Linked DNA regions of Capra hircus: region 2 is linked to region 1. Evidence: chromatin contacts called from public Hi-C data. All regions are on one chromosome and are shown on one strand. Each heading gives the region's core, a stretch centred on a gene start, on an enhancer-like site or on the middle of the called end of the contact. The rest is flanking DNA. Distances are from core to core; before and after follow the strand shown.

Region 1 (4,296 bases), core at 556-3,055:
CCCATCTCCCGCTCATCTCCCCTGCCCCTGCCGTCTAAGGGGACACCTGTCTTGGCCAACTAGGTTTCATGATTTATGACACAGTGTCAGGACAGGGAACAGCCTCAATCTGCTCTGAAAATGGCTGAGCTTCACCTCCAAAAAATAAAAAGGGAAAGGACAGAGGAACGAGAGAGGGGCAGGAGCAAGGCACTACGCTGGCTGACTTTTGACTGGCGATCTGGTGAGGGTCTGAAGATCCCTAGAGTGAGATGAACAGGGGCACTACTCCCATGCTTTCTCATATGCTCCCACAAAAGCCCAGATTTTACTTGCTTTTGTGTCTGTACTGTGGCTCCTGGATATACACAGAAATTCTGTTTTCTTGGAATCATACTAACAGGAAGCCCAGTAAGGGTTGGACAGCATATGCCCCATAACAGCACCACCACTGTCTGCGGAGCAAGATTTGTTCTTGTTTAGTCGCTAAGTAATGCCCAGCTGTTTTGTGACCCCATGAACTGCAGCCTGCCAGGCTCCTCTGTCCATGGGATTTCCCAGGCAAGAATACTGGAATGGGCTGCCATTTCCTTCTCCAGGGGATCTTCCCCACCCAGAGATCAAACTCACGCCTCCTGCAATGGCAGGGAGATCCTTTACCACTCAACCACCAGGGAAGCTCAAAAATTCCATTATATTAATTTATGGTATGAAAGCAGAGCAGACTTTGGGCCCACCTTAAACAACTGCAACTTTTTCACCTTTCCACCTGAGTGACAGAAACCTGGCAAATTCTCACGGTCATTGCTGTCTGGTCCACCTAATAGCACTGGCATTTAGAATTCACCACCACTGTCATCTTCTCATATACAATAAACATCAGCTGTCCCCTTAGGCAGTCATTGCATTTCCTCTGCACCAACAAAAACGGACAACGAGCCCAGGACTTCCTGGCAAACCCCAGAATGAGCTCCTATTTTTCTGCCCTAAAATGAATCCCTGTACTCACCTGCGGTAGTGAACACTGCAGATTTTTTAAATGATTGCATAAGAAAGACAGGGTTTCCCTGGAGGCTCAGACAGTAAAGAATCCTCCTGCAATGCAGGAGACCTGGGTTCAATCCCTGAGTTGAGAAGATCCCCTGGAAGAGGGCATGGCAACCGACTCCAGTATTCTTGCCTGGAGAATCCCCATGGACAGAGGAGCCTGGTGGGCTACAGTCCATGGGGTCGGAAAGAGTCAGACACGACCGAGCAACTAACACACAAGACAGGGGGTGAGGTTCCACTGAACGGCTCAGAGGCATGATCAGTGGGGCTGTTCTCCAAATCCCTTCCTCCCCACAGCCACCTCCATAGGCAGAGCGCCTCTAACCAGCTTTGCCGCCCTGTATCCACCCTTCAGCATTTTCCTCTTCTCAGGAACCTCTGAGTCCCTTTCTCTTTATGAAACAACCGTCCTGCCCCCAACCTCTTCCTTCACACTTGCATTCCCCAGTAAATAATTATGCTTGGGGAGGAAAAATCCTTTGGTTTCTAAGACTCATTATCCTCAGAAGGCAAGAGGAGGTTATACATGACAGCAAGGAAAATTCATTCACTCTTGTCCCTCTGTTTCCAAGTAGAGAATCTGATTCCCCAGAATGTAAATGCTAGGGGGAGATGCTCCAAGAGGCCACCTGCCCAGAAGCCTTGCTCCTGCCCCTGCAGCTCTCTCCCATCAACCCTGTGTCTGCCCCCAGTACAGCCAGGCAAGCATGTGCTGGCACCACAGTGCTGAGGGCAGTGAGGCCACAGGGACCTGTGCCACAGGACAGCCACAGGAAAAAGGCTGATGCACGGCTTCTGGTGCCTGGGTCTGCCATTCCATCCGCCTGGTCCCTGGTTCCCCCACCCCACGCAAGGGGGCTCCCTGTGGCTGTCACTTCTCCCCTACTGACAGCTACACCCAGACAGCCTGGAGCCAGACTGCAACAATCCATGCAGCTCTATCTTCTGAGCCTGAAGGACAAATTATTTGTCTCCTTAAAAAAAAAAAAAAAGCACAAGAGGAAGAAGATTTCTAACTATGTCTCTAAATCCAGTAAACATAAAAGAAACTCTGATCTCATAAAAATCAAGAATTCCTGCACGACAGGAAACGTGATCGTAAAAGTCAAAAGACAAATGACAGGTTGAGGGGGGGAAATGTTTTATCATAAAGAAGAGACTCTTTTCCCCTATATTTTAGGAGTTCCTAAAAATAGATCAGCCCTGAATATTCATTGGAAGGGCTGTTACTGAGGCTGAAACTCCAATATTTTGGCCACCTGATGTGAGGAGCTGATTCACTGGAAGTGATCCTAATGCTGGGAAAGACAGAAGGCAAAAGAAGAAGGGAATGGCAGACGATGAGATGGTTAGACAGCATCACTGACTCAGTGGACATGAATTTGAGCAAACTCAGGAGATAATGGAGGACGGAGGAGCCTGGTGTGCCACAGTCCATGGGGCTGCAAAGAGTTGGACACGACTTAGCAACTGAATAACAATAAACAAAAAAATAGATGACAAAAAGACCAATAACACAATGAAGAGGCAGGATAGGAAGAGACAGGTATGGAAATATCAAAAACCCTTAAACATATACAAAATACTTCATCTCATGAAATGCAGATTTAAACTTTCACTGAGATATTATTTCTCACAAAAAAAAAAAATCTGACAACATACTGCTGGCAAGGCTAAAGAATGAGAGTGCTCACTGGCACCATCTCTGTGGAGGACAAATTGGCCTTAGCTATCAATACTATACATGCATGTAGCCCTTAATCCAGTGGTCCCACTTTTGGGAATCTCTGTTGTAGATAGTAGTTGCCAGAGTATAAAATTAATGTCTACAAGGTTACTTACTAAGGGCATTGTTGGCAATAACCAAAGGTCTCAAACAACACCACGACCCACCTGCCAGGCACAGCCAGGGGTGAAAGGGGCCCCGGGCCTGGGAGGTGGTGGTAGAGTCTCGCCTCCTGCTCGTGGCTCTGGCCGAGCTCTCGGAACCTGGAGCTGAGTCCGGCAACGGTGCCCTTCTGGATGGCGCGGAGCGAGTGACGCTGGTACTCATCCCGGGCGCGCTGGGCTCGGCGGCTCCTCTCCTCGTCAGCCGCCTTGGATCGACGCACTGGAAAGGAAGCGAGAGCACGTTCACCACGGTACCCACTTCCCAAGCTTTCTTCCTTTTAAAGTCAGGTATTTCCAGGGACTTCCCTGGTGGTCCCGTGGTTAAGAATCTGCCTTTCAGTGCGGGGGATGGGAGTCCAATCCCCGGTCAGGGAACTAAGATCCCTCCTGCCATGGGGCAACTAAGCCCACACCCCAGCTAGAGAAAAGGTCTGCATGCCACAGTGAAGATTCAGTGGAGCCAAAATTTTAAAAAATAAATCAATAAAAATATAAATAAAATCAGGTGTGTCTGATACCACAGCCCCTGCTGTTTCCTACAAAAAGCCACAAGAGCCCTTCAGATCATCCCTCCTCATGGTACTCATGTGGAAACTGAGTGCCAAAGAAGCTGGGTCAGTGGGCAAGCCTGGCAGGGACCCATACTCCCCGCTACCAGAGGAGGAGTCCTGGCTCCGGCTCCCTTTCTCTTTGGTTCCCTGAGGCCTTGAAGCTGGCGGGTGAGTGTGCTGGAGGCAGGGAAGAGGTGCTTCAGTGACTCTGTAGCCACAGAGCTGCCGTGTCTGCCGTGACGCCCCCTCACCAGCATGTCTTTTTGTGTCTCTCGAGGCAGGTTGGACATCTGCAAGTTTCTGCTTCTAAAACTCAAAAGGAAGTCCTGGAGCCGGGAAAGTGCACAGAGCGAGGAAGACCTCTGAAGCACGGTCTCGAATTAAAACGGATTATTTTGTGGTCTGACTGCATCAAATCAGGCCCCATCTGCCCCTACAATCCAGGCCTTTTGTAGAGAACTCTTGGAGCTGGCAGTGTCCTCATTGCACAGGTCCAGGGATTGCCTTGGCCCAAGCCTTAAGAAAAATCTTACCCAAAGTCCAAGTCTGATCCAAAGGTCATCCAACACCTGTGGGGCACGCAACTGCAACCTACCAATGCCAGGGACCTGGGTTCTTTTGGCGCTTGCAGGATACAAGGCAAATGGTCCTCATCCTTAAAGAAAGAGTGTCTCCTCTTCAAGCAGTCTAAGTCCATTCTCAAAACACACCATCTCCCAGATCTGAGGAAGGCAGCGGGAAGTCTGTCCCTCAGAAAGTATTTATAGAAGTGGAGGTCACCTAGACTGAGAGTGCCAGGGTGGCGGGAGGGGGATTTTCTTTGGTC
Region 2 (4,296 bases), core at 1,328-3,827, 140 kb after region 1:
TCCCGAGCCTATTTGACAGAAAGAAAAGGGGAATGATTCTTGAGAGAGCTGCACAGAGATGGTGATTAATAACTATGAAAGTAGAGGAAATTATCTTAGGACTGGGAGTTGAGAAAGGAGAGTAACCAAGGCCGAATAGCGATTAATGTGGGGTCAACCAGAAAGAGAAAAAGAAGAGGGATTAATTAACCTGAGAAAGAGCAGTCAGCAAGGCAGGTGCAAAGACAGAAAGGTAGTATGTATACAAGTCAAGGGAAATGAGGGTTTCAGGAAGGAAGGAGCAGCCCCCAGTTTCCAGTGATGTAAGGAGGACTGCAAGACAAAGCTGAGGAGTGACCCCGGCGGTCGGCAGCTCCAGAGAGCTGGGTGAGTGAAATAACTGAGTCAAAAGTGGGCTGGAGACTAAATGAGGTTCAGAGTGAGATCGTTAGCTGGAAGAGGATGGGGGTAAGAGACTGAGGAAGAGGTTTGTTTGGATTTTTTAAGAAGAGAGAGACTTGAAGATGTTTAAATGATGCAGGAAAGACAGTAGAAGAGGAGAGATTGAAGAGTCTGAAGGAAAAGAGATGATGCTTGCTGGAGAACGTGGGAGGGACTGGAATTCAGGACAAGTGGGCAACCAAAAACTGGAGGACAGATGGGGCTCCATGGAGACAAGAGGATGGGGGAAGAGCTGAGTTGGATGCAGATGTTTGTGGGTTTAGTGGGGGTCCCTGAGTGAAAGCAGCCTTTTTTTTTTTTTTTCTTCTGAAAATAGGAGAAATAGGTCACCTGTTAAAAGAAAGTGGCTGTTTGGTGGGATCCAGGGATTTTTAGAGAAACTTAGTAGAAAATGAGAGAAGCTTCTGAGGAAGGCAGGCAGGAAGGTTTGAGGATAGTGAACCAGAGTCAGAGTCACAGCTCAAATGAGACAGCCTTCATCAGTCCTCAGCAACTGGGATATGTCCCGGTGTAGAGAGCGCAGACAGGAGAAGTGATCAAAGTGTGGAGGGGGTTGCTGGAAAGGCATAATAGAAAACAATGGTACAGAGGGTTGGAGACAATTGAGGAGAAACCACTGAAGTGTTGTGTCATGAGTTGTGGGTGTTGGGGGAGAGAAGTGATAGCTGGAAGGGCCAGTAGATGGAGAGAAAGGAGAAGATGGGAGTGGAGCTGGAGGGCCCTCATTGACTACAGAAGACAGGAGTGGTTGCACGAGGCTAGGTCAGACAGAGGGATTTACCCATGGGAGGGAATGATTGAGCTGGAATGAAAGAATCAGGACACTTGGAGTGAGGAAGTCAGGGTCAAGTATGGCAGGACTCAGGTGAGCCGGGCGCTAACATCTTTCATTCAGCTGTCTTGAATTAAGGTTGCCTTTCTTGAAAAGATCAGGGAGCCGTGGAGAAAGGTAAACAGAAAAGAAAGTAATTTCTTAGCCTGTCACCCAATGCCTACCCAAATATCTGTTTTAAAGAATTTGTAAATTTCCAAGGGCTTCTTGCTCCAATATGCAGCAGCCACCGCGGCTGTGGGTCTTCTGTCCTCAGAAGTATCCCTAACAGACTGTAGAATTTGTAATAGGAATCCATGTGTGAGCACAGGACACAGTGGAGCATACTTTAATGGCGGAGGCCAGGACTGTCATAGATGATGGTGACGAGGAGTCCTACCCATCTCACCTTAGTTGTCCAACCTATAAACTGAGGGTGGGGGAGAGGGGACAGTTGTTTAGTAGGTAACCTCCCAGGGTCCTCCAGCCTTGACAGTTTTGCCAAAGCAGGAAGGTCCAGATGTTGCCAGTAAGACATCAGAGGGAGGGTGCCCATCAGCGAGATTAAGAGCAAGGTCAACCCTAGCTTTGCCCCTGACAGCTGTCCACTAGGGGAACTGTGGACTGTGTGCAAATGTGAAAATCACTTGACAGTGAAGAATTATTCCTTCTGAAATAATCTCATGTGAAATGACTTTCACAAATCTATGCGTTTGTAAAACAATGTGGAAAGGTAGGCTCAGAGTGAGTCACTCACCCCATAAGATGTGGAACCAGAACTGTTAGCTTTATGTCCAGACCTTTGTGTCTCAATCTTCCACCCCAAACTGGAGAGTCATGATCACATGGATTTGGGGATTCACTGAGCCCCTGGGACCCCTATGCTCAGGCTCTGCCAGGAGGGACCCTTGATAGGAACCCCAGGGAAAGGGACAAAGAGGCACCTGCCCCACCTGCCTGAAGCAGAGCAGAGCAGAGGTGGATGCTGTACCCATCACAAGCGCTTCTGCCTGGCAGCCTCAGCTCTGGGGACTTTCCCCTGGTTCCATGGGAGAAGCTGGCTGTCCCTGGGGAGCAGTGCGTGCTAGCTGCTGCACGTGCAGACACTGCCATCTAGGGGCAGCCAGCTGAACTGGCTTTATGGAACCACTGCTCTGTGTGTGGGGGCGGGAGGAAAGGGCTTTCGGTCTGGTCTGAGGCTGCTTCCTTCCTGGAGCACTAGTTCTGCTGGCTCCCCTCTCCTAGTTACCCACTCAGACAGGACTATGCACCTCCTCCTCTGAGTATCCGATCTCCCTTCCTGTAAATGTTTCTTCTCTTCCCTGCTTCCACCGTCTCCACAGGCTCTCTGGTGCTCATGTGCCTTTAGATATCTTCCATGCACTGGCCACACTTCATGTTATCACCAGACTTGCCCTCTCTCATGAGCCCCAGCCCTAGTCTAGAAGGAGAACTTGATTCCATGCTCCCCTTCCCCCAGGCCTTGAGAAGTTCATGTCCCTGAACACTGCAGAGGCTCCGCAAGCCTGGTCCCCATAACCACATCTGAGCAGGTCTCCGTAACCACGGCTTTGACCACTGGCCTTCTTTACACTCAGTGATCCAGTCTGTCACCTCTGGTTCAGGGGTGTCTGCACAGCCTGCCCTTCAGGACCCAGGGTTGGAATCTGCCCTTCAGGACCCAGTGTTGGAATCTGTTGAATGGTTTCTGGCTGGAGGAAGCTGCCTCACCCAGAGTGCTTAGACCTAGAGCTCGCCAAACCCTCTTACCTCACTTCTGGACAAGTGATGAGTGATCCTGGCTCTGGCCTCCCCATGGGGTCAGATGAAGCCAGAGTTCAGTTTCAGTTCAATTTCTCCCTCCACCCTGTCCTGCTTCCCTTACTTCCTGCACACAGGTCTCTGGATCTGCTTCTGTTTCCAGTGCACTTGGCCACAGCACGTGTTATCACCTCAGCTCCGAACATCTGCCCATTCCCTCTGTGTGAGAATACAGCAGGAAGGAGCCAGCCGGCCCCCCGCTTAGCCAGGTCCTTCAGAAGAAGGGGCCTGGAGGCTCCCACGTCACCAGCTTCCAGAGCACCACTCACACTTCAGCCCCAGTGTCTCCCTTTCTTTCTCCTGCTCCAGCTACTTCTGGCCAACTGGCCCCCAGCTTCCTTGGGAGGGGGCTCTGCCTGCTGCCCTCTGCGAGTCTTCAGCCCTTGCCCTCTTCCTCTTTCAGAGAGGCACATTTGTGTACCCCAAGAGTGAGAAGCTGATTGCCTTGGTTGACTGTCACCCTCTACATCACTTCTTGGACAAAACTTTTGTGCTAGTTTTGCAGGTTGGTCTGCCTTGCATACCTCAGCAGTCCATGGGCTCCTAACTCAGAATCCAGGACCCACCTCTGGTCCAGCCACTCTGTCCAGGACAGTTTGGGGTACAGAACTCTGGTGAGGGGACTCCAGTGGAGCTGCTGCATGAGAGCCCCAGGAGAGGGCAGTGACGCGTGGCAAATGAGTGCATAGTGTCTCTCTGGTCTGCTGCTAGGGCTGCTGACTGGAGATAATAAACAAAGTTTCATCTACACATTAGCATCTGCAACCAGTTTGAGTATGAGTATGCAGATCCGGTTTTGTGATGATTATAGTCTTATTGGTCGACTTTTAAAGGTGTTTAAAACATTTATGAGACTGAATCATCAGAATTGGGAAGAGTGTCATTGATTACACTTAACTTCAAATGTTCAGGGCAATCTACTTTGTTAAAATTATAAAAGGTCAATTTGTTAACTGTGGGAATTTGTTGTTGTGTTGTTGCTAAGTCGTGTCCGATTCTTTCTGACCCCATGGGCTGCAGCATGCTAGGCTTCCCTGTCCTTCACTGCCTCCCGTGTTTTGCTCAAAAAAGTCCTTCACTACCTCCCGGATTTTGCTAAGTTTTGAACAAAATCCCGGAGGTAGTGAAGGACAGGGAAGCCTGGCATGGGACAGTCCTTGTGGTTGCAAAGAATCAGACATAGTATGTGAATATTTAAAGAAATGTTAACTGTTTCCGTTTTC

What was found. A called contact is a pair of places that touch in the nucleus more often than the background predicts.
Region 2: a contact with region 1 is called in a Hi-C map of blood, with 5 times the contacts expected there. The contact joins two enhancer-like sites. A contact is called at or near these places in 2 of 5 Hi-C or Micro-C datasets (blood and liver).

Annotation. Positions count from the first base shown.
Region 1 is chr28:9,867,701-9,871,996 of ARS1.2, forward strand. SH2D4B (SH2 domain-containing protein 4B) reads right to left here. Exons shown (of 7, transcript XM_005699280.3): 5 at 2,923-3,139. Among named protein-coding and RNA genes, the nearest start is that of SH2D4B, 52 kb to the right of the region's middle. Within about 2 kb of position 1,806, at least 1 of the 5 cell types and tissues checked has an H3K27ac peak or open chromatin away from gene starts, as enhancers often do.
Region 2 is chr28:10,004,159-10,008,454 of ARS1.2, forward strand. The region is part of intron 1 of LOC102178601 (a long non-coding RNA gene); the gene reads left to right. Among named protein-coding and RNA genes, the nearest start is that of TSPAN14, 12 kb to the left of the region's middle. Within about 2 kb of position 2,578, at least 2 of the 5 cell types and tissues checked have an H3K27ac peak or open chromatin away from gene starts, as enhancers often do.